Regions from separate parts of the Zea mays genome. Here region 1 is linked to region 2. A link is a contact called in public Hi-C data. All regions are on one chromosome and are shown on one strand. The core of a region is the stretch at or near the end of the contact, and the rest is flanking DNA. Distances in the headings are between cores, read along the strand shown. Region 1 holds the start of LOC100274066. Region 2 holds the start of LOC542033 (MADS19).

Evidence for each region. Hi-C and Micro-C count contacts between places; a contact is called where the count stands out from the background.
Region 1: a Hi-C map of leaf shows a contact between it and region 2, with 9 times the contacts expected there. The contact joins the promoter of LOC100274066 here to the promoter of LOC542033 in region 2. A contact is called at or near these places in 14 of 25 Hi-C or Micro-C datasets (bundle sheath, ear, endosperm and 5 more) and 1 of 3 datasets of contacts at active chromatin or transcription factors (leaf).

The regions. Positions count from the first base shown.
Region 1 is chr4:184,080,600-184,087,214 of Zm-B73-REFERENCE-NAM-5.0, reverse strand. LOC100274066 reads left to right here and starts at 4,268. Exons shown (of 1, transcript NM_001148445.1): 1 at 4,268-5,766. The coding sequence starts at 4,680. The coding sequence ends at 5,420.
Region 2 is chr4:183,879,901-183,886,447 of Zm-B73-REFERENCE-NAM-5.0, reverse strand. It overlaps LOC542033 (MADS19), which reads left to right and starts at 2,471. Exons shown (of 8, transcript NM_001111678.1): 1 at 2,471-2,870; 2 at 5,343-5,421; 3 at 6,084-6,145; 4 at 6,234-6,333; 5 at 6,420-6,461. The coding sequence starts at 2,689.

The DNA.
Region 1 (6,615 bases), core at 3,019-5,518, 200 kb before region 2:
CTGAAAGAAACAACAGAACACGGTGACTGGCAAGAAAATAACTACTTTCAGCTAGGGCTGGACGAAATACTCGTGGCTCGATAACTCGTTCGACTTGGCTCGTTAGTATCTCGACTCGACTCGAGTCGTTTTAATTTTGTAGCGAGCCAAACTAGCATTCTAGCTCGGTTCTCTAATGAACCAGCTCGGGTTAGCTCGGGAGCTAGCTCGCGAGCCAAACGAGTCAAGCCACAACACAAGTTTGTCTAGTCGTTGGTGTCGTCTCATCTCTCATAGTCTTGTTTTCTCGTAGTTATGATCTATGATATGGACATGTATGGATGTGTCATGTGCTTAAATATTTGCATTATTGCATGGCTACATATCTACATTGCATATTTAATATTTGATTATTGGTTATGGTTTTGTGAACTTTGTTTCTAACAGCATATAATGTTACTGTTGTGCAATGAAATGTTACATGTTTTTGGAATGGATGATGAATTACTTTATAATGATGCTTGTTGCTATCTTATTATAATAAGGGTTTGTAAATCTGTAAGTTAATACATATTTGGTTATTTAATTTAATATTAAAATTTAGAAGCTAGGACGATGACAGGATAATAATATTATAAAGGTTTTGGGTTTGTAGTGTTAAACACTTAAAATATGATTTTTTTTTGTTATATATATATATATATATATATATATATTTATGTATATAAATCTTTATATTTATGTATATAAATCTTTGTATTTAAAATATATATATATATATATTTATGTATATAAATCTGTAAGTTTATGATTTTTAACAAGATGGCTCAAGCTTTCTAACGAGTCGAGCCAAGACTGATGTTTAGCTCGTTAGTATAATGAGCCGAGCCGAGCTGACTCGTTATAGTAACAAGACATAACAAGCCGAGCTGGCTAAATATCCACCCCTACTTTCAGCGTACACGTGCACTGATGCGCTAAACTTCCATGTAAATCAAGAAAATAGAGTGATAGTTTACCTCCAAAATTTCTTGGATAGATCACGACCCATCCCTGAAAATAAACCAAGAGTAGTAATAAGCAAAAATTTAGCGAACAATTACTGCAGATCAAATAGTGTTAATCATAATATAAAAGAAAGAGAAACAAACTATGCAGTGCGCAAGGTTCGCTTCCAACTCCGGATCAGATCGATCTCAGTCCTACGATTGAACATCGCATCCTAAGCATCAAAGCCTAGAAAAAAAGGAGTCGCCGCTTATTCATCGAGGCTACTACATCTAACATGTGTTTTGCGGAGAAAAATTGAGTTAGGTAATAGTAATGGTGGTTGATTAGGCTTATATGGTTTTCATGCCCCTATTGATAGAAGTTAATTATTGATTTTCAAAAGATAAACAAGAAGATCAAGGATCGACTAGTTCTAAGTGTAAATAGAGTTGATAGATACATAGATTAGCGATTGAGTCTTTATTATTTTTTTTCTTTGGTCTTACTATAAATGAGGACATTGATAAATATCTTGACCTAGGTAAGTCTAGTGATGACGTACACTTGTAAAATCTAGTTGCAGGTAGCCTTATGGAAGCCCAAGTGAAGTGTGAGCTCAAACCAATTCAAAAGGTGTTTAAAACAAATGAGTTGGTGGTGGTGCAAAGTCAATGAACATGTCTGATGTGTATACAAAATATGATGCACCAAAAACGACTTGCCTTGCTCAGAACAGATAGTATGTCGACGTATCCTGCGTTGCAGACGAGTTGCAGACGAGTGTGAGAGGTCATACACTCACCAAACATGTCAAGTGATGCACCAGATAAGGTATCCAGAGAGGTTGCAGATGAGTGGAAGAAATAAAGTACTCACCATACGTATCTGGTGAGATGCATGGTACAACCTAAATAGAACACTTAAAGAGGTCAGTAACTATGCACCTAGAGTTTTTTTCTCTTTTAGCTTATCATAGTATATGTGGACTTTTGTTTTTTTTCTCTCTTTTAGCTTATCATCGTATGGGGCAACCTCTTATTTCCTCTATGAGTGCCACCTTTGCTCAACCCTTGGTGTTGACATAACCTAGCTCAATCGCAACACTAATGATAAAGGTTAGTCTATTAATTACCGCTCAATTACCAAAACACAAACATAGGGTTTTCATCTGTCTCCAAGAACTAATGGATCGAGTTGAGATGTTTCTTGTCCCGAGTAAAGAATCATGACCTAAACCCAATGACACTCTAGCATTTTTTTTGGGTTGGATGACTCGTTATTAGGTCTATGTTTATGTCAAAAGGAAAGAGAGGCTCTAGCTCAATAAAAGACCTAAGAGTGAAAAACAAAAGATTAATGGATCTTTAAATAAAGTATTTCTGTCCTAGTAGCATTTGTTATCTCCTTTAAGAACTATATTTATAGCACAAATAATTATTTTTGTCAAATGGCATTTGGAAGGATTTTTTGTCATTACCATTTTATTAAACTTTTGGAATTTTTTTCCTTTTAGCTTAAATCAGCAAACATTATAAATTCAATATTATGCCACCCAAATACGTGATTTTGTTATTTACAAGGTAAAGTTTAGTTAAGATTTTGGATACCAATTAGAAGGACTATACATGAGCTAATTATAAAATAAATTGCATAATTTGTGGCTAATTCTTAATGCAAACTATTATCTCTAATTAATATATGGTTAGCTTTAGTCTTGTACAGTAACATATGATAACTCTAATTAATTGGGTTTGATAGATTTATCTCATGAATTAGCCATCGCTCATGCAATTAGTTTCATAGATAACTCATATTCAGTTTTCTAATTATCATCCAAAATTTAAACTATAGTCCAAAGATCCGACACACTTAGTTCCGAATATATTTTTAAGGTAAAAAAATATATAGGAGTTACAAAAATAACAAACTGAATTCTTTGGTAATGCAAGATTATGCTCACTTGTTTTTTCATTTAGTGTCGAAAAAAGCTCGAACCTCGCAAGTCGGCTCGAGCTCAGAGCGGCTCACGAGCCGAGCCAGGTTTTCAAGCTTGTTAGGCAATGAGCTGAGCCGAGCCGAGCCGCTCTGACTCGCGAGCCGGCTGCACAAAATTAATTAACATACACAATAATGATAGATATTAGATAATTTTATAGATACCTGACTCGTTTCTTAATCTTATAATGACACATTATGATTATTAATAGTCAATAATGGATACATGACATTTATAATTTAGATTTTTATAATGACACATTATGATTATTTATTTCATATTTATAGACTATTAATTCACTATACAATACAAAATTATTTTTAAAGGTACAGCTCGCGAGTAGAGATGGCAACGGGTACAAACCCGCTGGGTTTTGCCATCCCAAACTCGTACCCTGAAAAATATCTATACCCATTAAAAACACGTACCCATGACGGTTTGAAATTTTGTCTAAACCCGTACCCATCGGGTTAGCGGGTACCCATGGGTTACCCGCGGGTTTTATCTCCAATATGCTTGTTCTTCTCATAATCAATAAGTATTGTAATGATTAATGAGATCATGGTCCAAAATTTATGTGATGAACAACAAGTTCATGATTTGGTATAAAAATTATTAGTAGAGAGAATGAAATACAAATAATAAGTTGTATAATCAAGTGACCTTGCACTAAGTTATCCATCCATCACATATATAATGCTAGTAAAAACTAAAATAGCAAGCAAGCAACACTCTCACCAACTATTTATACATTCACCATTTGTAAATTAGGAAGTAAATAGAGAGATAACAAGTTTGTTGTTCGTTTATAAAATAAAATGGCAACATGTACTAGGTTTTGTCGGATTTAAAAAACTCACGAGTTCACGAGTTTGAGTACTGTAGAAACAAACCCGTACACATAAACTCGTCGGGTTAGATTTATGCCCATTAACAAATCCATGGGTATGAAAATTGACTCAAACCTCATACACTAATACGATAAAAACTCATCAGATTTTGGGTACACATTATCATCTCTGCTCACGAGCCAAGCCTAGTCGGCTCGGGAGACGATATCGAGCCGAGGTGAGGCTCGTTTTGAAGTTCGTTGAGTGAGTTGAGCTCAATCACCACATCGAGCCGAGCCGGCTTGGCTGGTTTACGGCCCTACTTCCATTTGATGATTTGGAGATTAGGACCATTTCCAAATACTCAACACGGAGTTTGGCCAAAAACCCAACCCAAAACTGAATGAGACGAACGACCAAACATGAAATCCGGCCCCTTTGCTAGAATCCACCATCCACCCCACGAAATCGTTCCGAAACCGTTCGGTCCAGCGGTCCAGACCAAACATAAACTTCCGGCGCAGCGCACAGCCGCTCGCCGCCGTCCTCCATCCCAATTCCCACACGGAAGCGGAACCTCCCAATTCCGCACCACCATCCCACCGGCGGCCACCGCCGATGGAGATCTAACAGCAGAGCCACTCCTATCTCAACCCAACTGCGCAGATCCACCACCATGGAGACCGAGCGGATCCGGGAGCTCATCCTCCTCACTCTCCGGGCGCCGCCCGCCCGCCTCGCCCTCGTGGGTGGCAACCACACCGCCGCTCGCTTCTGCACCCGCTAAGCTCGCCTCCTCACCATCTTCCGCGCCGGCCTTCTCTTCACCGCCGACTCAAACGGCAAAAGACAGCGCTCTCGCTCAGCTCAGCCCGGCGTCCGCGATGCCGGCTGACATCGTCGTGATCCGTCTCCCCGGCCCGCGCGCCCTCCGCGTGCTCGCGCGCTCCGTGCTCTTTGCCGTCGCGCTGCTCTTCCTGCCATGGCTCCGCCCCGCCGAGGCGCCCGCCCGAGGCCGCGCCGTCGACACGTGCGGCGCAGCCGCGGCCCAGGCGGAGCTCCTGCTGCGCGACCTTCACCAGGAGGGCCTGCCCGTCCACGGAGCCCGCGCCGTCGTCCTCGTCGCCAATGGCGTCTGCGATTCGACCGCACCGAAGCAGGACCTGCGGCGGATGCTGATGATAGGGGAGTCGTCAGTGGACTTTCTGCTGGATTTCGGGTACTTCAACGAAGACGCTGACAGGTTCGCCTTCGCCGATCGGGTGCTCAAGCATGGAGGCATTCTTGCCGCCCCAATTGACTCGTTGAGCGCGTTCAGCTTGCCGCAGAACTACCGCACCATATACATCCACCGCTTCGCTGAAGCTTTTATTGGGGTCAAGAAGGTTGCCCCCGCCGAGGACAACAGCCATGCCGGCACCAGCACCAGAACGGAGCTGCTATCACCTCCTGCCTTTGACCTTAAGGAAGGGGTGTTTTACAGTCGGCCAGATGAGACTACCAATTGTGAATTCAAGAACATGGCGAGGAAGCTCTTACTTTCAGACATCACTGGGACTCCAACGGCATACTCCTACAAACGCAAATTGTTGGTGCAGATGCTCCGTAAGGATCAGGAGAGTTGATTCTGCTTCTTTTATGGAATGTGAAAAGGCTGCAGCCTGCAGCGGCGCTTTTATGGAGTGAAGCTGTTCTAGCTTCCCGGGAGAGCAGCAACATCACATCAGTTATAAACCGACTGCATACACAATGAATACATGGTAATGGACTGGAGTCAGGGAATATTCTTATCAGTTGCAGTCTAGTAGGCTGTGATTTGTACCTCTTGATCTGGTTTGTTCTTGCTGGGTTTTCTTCTCTTTTCAGTTGTTGTTGTTTGCGTGACTTGTAGCTTGGTGATAAGTTTCTCATATGATGTATCATCTGTGTTGATCTATGACGTTCACAGTTGTCTTCTTGACACCATCCATTAGAGGAACAGGCATAAATTTTACTACGGGAAATGGACAGGTAAATATGAAAGAAATGGACAGATTAAAATGAAAGAAAATGGGCAGGTTAAAATGAAATAGATGGATAAATAAAAAAATGGAAAATATGACGTCCTAAAAATCACAAGACAACAGACAAATACAATGGCATTTCAAGCAAATTTGTGATGTTCAGACTTGCAGATAGCACCAATGCACCAGGTCTCCAACAATCACAAGAACTCATATAATGAAGAAACTGTTTGCTGAGGGATGTACAGTATTGTGCAAAAGAGCCGATCTGTTTTTTACAGTTACACAACTGATACACCTTTGTCTTGTATAATGAAGAGGCCATAGAGCCCAAGGAAATGTGGAAAATTTCTGCGCCTTCCCGTCGCCACGGGCTAAACAATGCCACAATGGATCACTTGGGTTGCATATCTTCAGCAGACAGTTTTTTTTTTCTGAGTAGGCTCGGTCTTGATGCTTTGGAAGGAAAGGAACACCCCAGGACGTTCACGCATCGCCATGAAATCTGTCCAGGCAGGTTGTGGATGAGGCATAATACGTGGGTCCGAGTGGGTTTCGGGCAGTTGACGTGACATCGCTTCTGTTTCCTCAATGAGTTAGCGCCGTTCGTGTCGGGCTTTAGGTCGCAAATGAGTTTGTGTGTGTGTGTGTGTGTGTGTGTGTGTGTGTGTGATAGCTCTGTCCGTCTGTTTGCGTTTCACGATCTTCACTGGTAAACCTCGTGCTTACCGCTGAGGAGATTGTAAAGTATTCTTCCTCTTCTAAGGAAAAACGTGCCATGAAACTGTACTGTATGATACCGTATAACTACACGATC
Region 2 (6,547 bases), core at 1,222-3,721:
CGGGGCTGTCGGATCCTTGCTGACGTCTCCTTGCTTCTGTAAGGGGCTGAGAGCCGCCGTCGTCATGGAGCACGCGGGGTGCCATCATTACTTGTTTACCGGGGCGAGCTAGATGGGACGCCGGTCTTGTCCCCCGTAGCCTAAGCTAGCTGGGGGTAGGGTAATGATGGCCTTCCCTGTGACGTGGCGGGTCCGAGCCCGAGGTCGGGCGAGGCGGAGGCTCCTCCGAGGTCGAGGCTGAGTCCGAGCCCTAGGGTCGGGCGAGGCGGAGTCCGTCTTCCGATGTCGAGGCTGAGTCTGAGCCCTAGGGCGGGCGAGGCGGAGTCCGTCTTCAGGGGTCGAGGCTGAGTCCGAGCCCTGGGTCGGGCGAGGTGGAGACCGTCTTCCGAGGCCGAGGCTGAGTCCGAGCCCTGGGTCGGGCGAGGCGGAGACCGTCTTCCAAGGCCGAGGCTGAGTCCGAGCCCTGGGGTCGGGCGAGGCGGAGTCCGTCTTCTGGGGTCGAGGCTGAGTCCGAGCCCTGGGTCGAGCGAGGCGGAGCTTCCCATGGCTCCCGAGGCTGGACTTAGCTGCTGTCAGCCTCACTCTGTCGAGTGGCACAGCAATCGGAGCGGAGCAGGCGGCGCTGTTTTCCTGTCAGGTCGGTCAGTGGGGCGGCGAAGTGACTGCGTTCACTTCGGCTCTGTCGACTGAGGAGCGCGCGTCAGGATAAGGTGTCAGTCGATCCTTGCATTAAATGCTCCTGCGATACGGTCGGTTGGCGTGGCGATCTGGCCAAGGTTGCTTCTCCGCGAAGACTGGACCTCGGGCGAGCCGAAGGTGTGTCCGTCACTTGAGGGGGGCCCTCGGGCGAGACGTGAATCCTCCGGGGTCGGCTGCCTTTGCCCGAGGCTGGGCTCGGGCGAGGCGAGAACGTGTCCCTTGAGTGGACTGAGTCTTGACATTAATCGCGCCCATCAGGCCTTTGCAGCTTTGTGCTGATGGGGGTTACCAGCTGAGATTAGGAGTCTTGGAGGTACCCCTAATTATGGTCTCCGACAGTAATATTCCTTAAGATACATGACATTTATATGGGTTGTACATGCTCTGACATATCTAACGGATCATGTTATACAAACATACAACCAAACATAAGATAGTGTATGTTATTAACTAGACCGGCTAGAGCCAATCTCAATAGATGTGAGTCAGACTCAGACTCAAACATACAGACAATCAATCAGGTCTTTCACCTCTTCTATTTCTCAATCCACAGCACACACCACCAATAACCATGGGTGTGTTTAGATCGTGGACTCCCAATCAGCTGCCTGCGAGACATTCATTTCTAGCTCTCGCGCGTCCGAAATCGGTGGCCTGGGACGCTAAGCAGATCCGATGAGGGCCGAACCAAATATGCAATGCCTCATCATGTAGGGCATGTTTGGTTTGTGGCTAAATGTGCCACACTTTGTCTAATGTTAGTCATTCGAATTGAATAACTAACTTTAGGCAGAAAAGTTAGGCAAAGTGTGACAATTGAGGTAACGAATCAAATATGCCCGTAATCTCTCGTATTGATATGACTTCTCTTTCTCTAGCACGGTTGGTGGTTGTTTGGTACTGACACTACGTGGAACCAGAATCGAGATAAGATTGCCCAGGACTGACTGATACGCAAACGGAGCAAAAGCAGACTGTGTCCATAATTACCCTGACCAAGCTGATGGAACCGGCGGGAGTAATGAATACAACAACCTGGCGCGAAGCAGCACGCACCGTGTTCACTGATGAAGCGAAGCGAGGGCAGATCTGCGCGAGATCCGGGCGGCCCGCCAAATCCCCGGGGGCCGGGGCGGCGCGCGGCACAGCGGTGCACCACAGAATCGGGGCCGGAACAGCGAATCCGGGCGGATGCAGCACAGCAGCAGTACGCGCTACGCGGCCAACCCAATCCAATCGAAGCGAAGGCGCAGCACACGGCATCTTCTCTTCCTTCCTTCCCAGCTCCCACCCCCGCCGGCTTTCTCCCTGATTTGTGATTTTCCCACAACGCCGCAGAGTGAGGCTGAGGCTACGGCAGGGCAGCCAGCCAGCAGAGAGCGCACCGTCACCGCGCACCACGCGGCCGCCTGCTACAGGCTGTACTGTTCTGGTCCGGCAGCACCCACCCGGCCACCCCTCACTCGGTCACTCCGCAGTCCGCACTCTCCCTTTCCTTTTCAGGAATCATCTACCTCGCCCGCTTGGCACCATCCCTACGCTACGCCTCGTCTACTGCCTGCTGTCATGCTGTGCGTGGGTGGGCGGGCCCCGCCGCGCCGTTCCGTGTGGCGAGGGGAGCATAAACAATGACTGACTGGGCCGGCCGGCCCCGTAGCCATTCGTCTGCCTTTCCCTCTCCCAGTTTCCGTTTTTTTAATGCTTTGTTTACTCGCGGGGATCATGGGGTAATCGCGTGGGCCGTGCCTGGCTGGGTTTATTTATGCCGACCTGCCAATTGGAGCAAATCCCCTTTCCTGCCCCTCCCCCTCCGCCTTTCCTCTCTCTCGCTCTCCTCCTCTCCTCTCCTCTCCTTCCGCATCACACACCACGACTCCCAACCGCCGGTTGGCTTTGCTGCTCCGAGCTCTTCCACACCCGCCCTCTCTCTTGTGGGTCGGCGGCCGAGTGTCTGCGTCGTCCACGGAGATCAGGGATCGGCGGCGGGGTATGGCGAGGGAGCGTCGGGAGATAAAGAGGATAGAGAGCGCGGCGGCGCGGCAGGTCACGTTCTCCAAGCGCCGCCGCGGCCTCTTCAAGAAGGCTGAGGAGCTCTCCGTGCTGTGCGATGCCGACGTCGCGCTCATCGTCTTCTCCTCCACGGGAAAGCTCTCCCAGTTCGCCAGCTCCAGGTGCGTAGTATACAGTAACACAGTATGCAGTTCCCTTCCCTGCCCAGCGTCCGTCTACCCCTTCCTCACTTCCACCCCCACGGCGCCATGTTTCGTTAGATCTAGCAGCTGTCCTCCCTCCACGCCTTCCGACTTGTAACTCGTAAGATCCCGGGCCTTTTTAGGGTTCCCGCTGTTCTCTACTCTACCTAGAGTTCACGCGATGATGTCCATCGTTTCGGATCCAACTTTTTACACGTGAGTATGATGTTTTGGGTTAGGTCTGATGAGGGCGCGCACTTCGCTGCGTCTGAGTGTCCATATCGAAATGGGAGCACTGGGGATTTTTTAATCTATATATATTTTAACTGTAGTTTCTACATGTGCTTGCATATTATTTTTTTGATTCCTTTTTTCCGATTGGGCATTTCCATTGTCTCCTGCCAGCACTGTGGCATCTGTTATTTGCTGTGCGTATCAGTGTGTATAGAGTTAATTGCGTTTGGAGGTGTGCATCTTGCCAGTTCTGCGGTGTGGGGGTGGGGGTAAAGGTCTCCTCTGCCAATTGCGTACGATTGTCCTTGTGATTTTATGTGGTGCTGGGTGCCGTTGCATTACCTAGCGATCAAAAGAGGGTTCTCGTGCTTTGTGCGATTCTGTATTGCTGCAACTAAGGCCTGTTGGTTGGACTTATTATAGAACTTCGTATTTCTTGCTCAATCATGTGCTACCTACTTTACTGTTGGTTGATTTAAAGTCTGTATTGGCTAAATCATGTGCCATCACTGTTGTATAATATGATTTTTTTGTGTCGTTAAATCATGTGCCACTCTTTACATGTCAGTTTCTCATCGAGTCTTTTGGCTCCCTCTGCTGGAAGGGAGCCTTCCCAAGAGGCCAAGACTAATCACTTTTGCAGTGCCTAATGTTATGCTCGAATGCTTGTTATATGATATATACCCCACTTTATCCAGCTTCTGTCGCCTAAGGTAGAATGTGATTATTGTTGGGAATAACTTTTGGACTTTAGAGTTAAGTGTAGGATTCTAACACTGTATATGTTTCAGCATCTTCCAGCATCATATTTGTTTGTGGTCCTCTTCCCAGTAAACATATCTACTAACTACAAGTGATGTCTATCATTTTATTTTAATTTATATGTACAGGAATGACAGTAAGCTACCATTTTCTTTTAATTTGTATGTACAGGAATGGTAGCGGGATTGTTCCTGTAGATGCAAGCTTGTTCCTGTAGATGCATTGATCGGTGATGCGGTTAACCTCTTTTTCAAACGAGAGACTGATATTTTTACACACATTGCAGTGTCATTTTGTCTGATCTACTAGATAAATGGCATTCCTAGCTAGTCTTTTTTTGCACAATTGCAGCGTCATGTTTTGTTAATACTTAGAATCACTTTCCTTTGCTACCGATGCTTTTGTCTTAAGTTTTTAAGTTTGCATCAATTGATTAGCCTGCATGCTATGACCGTCCCATTGTTCAGGTATGAGTGTGGATATGATACTTTGCTTTGCTAGCTGAATTCGGAGCCTTCAAGATTTTAGACAAGAATCAATAGATTAGCATTTGCATAGTGATGTTTAGTTAATGCTGCAACATGCTAAATTGAGATACGTTTGTTAAACAACAAATTTTAACTTAAAATAACTTGACCTGCGGGGATATATAACCTAGGGTATTGTATTAAGGACAACTTCTCACGAGAAAACTTCCCAGCATATGTGAATATTGAAGCAGGTTGCTTTATATCATTCATATAAAATGTATTATTTTGGGTTCACCTTATGGAAGCAGGTCCTATTGCTGAATTTGAGTCCTCTCTCTATACCTATATTTAAAAGAGAGAAGGGATGTGCCGATTGATGTTCTTGAGGTGCAAAACTATAGGAGTTTAACTTGAAAATAATATGCAAATAGAAGTTGTTTATTGTGTTGTCGCCTGTTTTGCTTGTTGCCCCGCTAACCCATGATAATATGCTAACTAGCTATTTACCCACCCCACTGAATAGTGCCTTCTTTATCTTTCGTTTGCCTGGTTTGTCACTATTGAAGGGTGTGATCAAATTGACTTTTTTTTCTTCTTAGTTAACATAGGGTTTCATTGACCCTTTAGTCTGAACCTATTACTGACTCTTGTTTTAGATAATCTCTTCCCATTGACGCTTTCTGAATATCTCAACTACTGTGTCATACTGCTGTTTACTTCTGACGAGTGAATATCGCCAACAATGAAAGGAGAGATCTTTATTGTGTATATAGCTAGGAAGATTTACCTACTTTAAGTTGTGCCTTTGGAGATCTTTATTGTGTATATAGCTAGGAAGATTTACCTACTTTAAGTTGTGCCTTTGGGGGATTATACTATCAGCCTCGAATTACAAACATGGTTTCATTTTAGCATCTAATTCCATTTTCGCTTTATTGATTGGTTATAGCATGTCATGGTACTGACATTTCCTTCCCTTTGACAGTATGAATGAGATCATTGACAAGTACAGCACACATTCTAAAAACCTGGGGAAAGCAGAACAGCCTTCACTTGACTTGAACGTATGTAGAGATCTTCTCTAATGTAATGCTAGGTAGTTTGTACTACGTAGTACCTGGAAACCCATGAAAACGACCTACACAACGTGGGGGATATGTTGCAAATTGGGTCATTTTATGTCAAAGGTCTGTCTGTTAAATTATCATATAATATGTGCTGTCTTTATCTGGGTTATTAACATTGAAATTTTGTTTCACTGAAATACATTTTAAAATAACTCGATTTGTTTCAGCTGTGCAATAGTTGCTCCATGACCTGCAGAATGGTCAAATTATATTTTTTTTTTGGCCTTGCCTTGAATCATCTATGAAACACTATGCAATTATCCTTTGTATAACTCCTTTATTTTCTTTAATCGCTTCATGTAAATAACGTTATCCCCATACTATGAAGTGGACATCATGTTAATCTACAATATTATGTTGATGGATCGTTATTTATAAACTATATTTTTATATAATTTTTTAATCCAACATGATTTTTAAGACATTCTTGAACTCTATATTGGTTTTGGAGATAAAACCTTCGAACATAAAGCATGTAGTTGAGAACTTGCAATAAATGAGACTTATATCTTTAAAAAACGGCATAAACCTCTTGTTGTGTGGCATACTATCATGTTAACTTTGTTGCTGATATTGATAGTTGTGACATATCTTTTCAGTTAGAACATAGCAAATATGCAAATTTGAATGAGCAACTTGTGGAAGCAAGCCTTCGACTCAGGTATATCTGGTTTCTTGTTTATAGATGCTCCATGGAAAAAGTATTGTCTTTAATACATATATTATGATGCTTCATGTCTTCTTTATAGGCAGATGAGAGGTGAAGAACTTGAGGGATTGAGTGTTGAAGAACTCCAGCAATTGGAGAAGAATCTGGAATCTGGTCTGCATAGGGTCCTTCAAACAAAGGTATGTCGTTAAACATGATGCTATGTCAGTTTCCTTTTAAGCTAGGCTTGGCATTAGCAAATATTTGATAGGGCATATGATCGCAGGATCAACAATTCTTGGAACAGATCAGCGACCTCGAACAAAAGGTAACGAACAACAAATGGGTTGACTAGTTGCATTCTAATATGTTCATGTATTGGTTAGCTTCTATAGTTGGTCAACTATTTTTAGT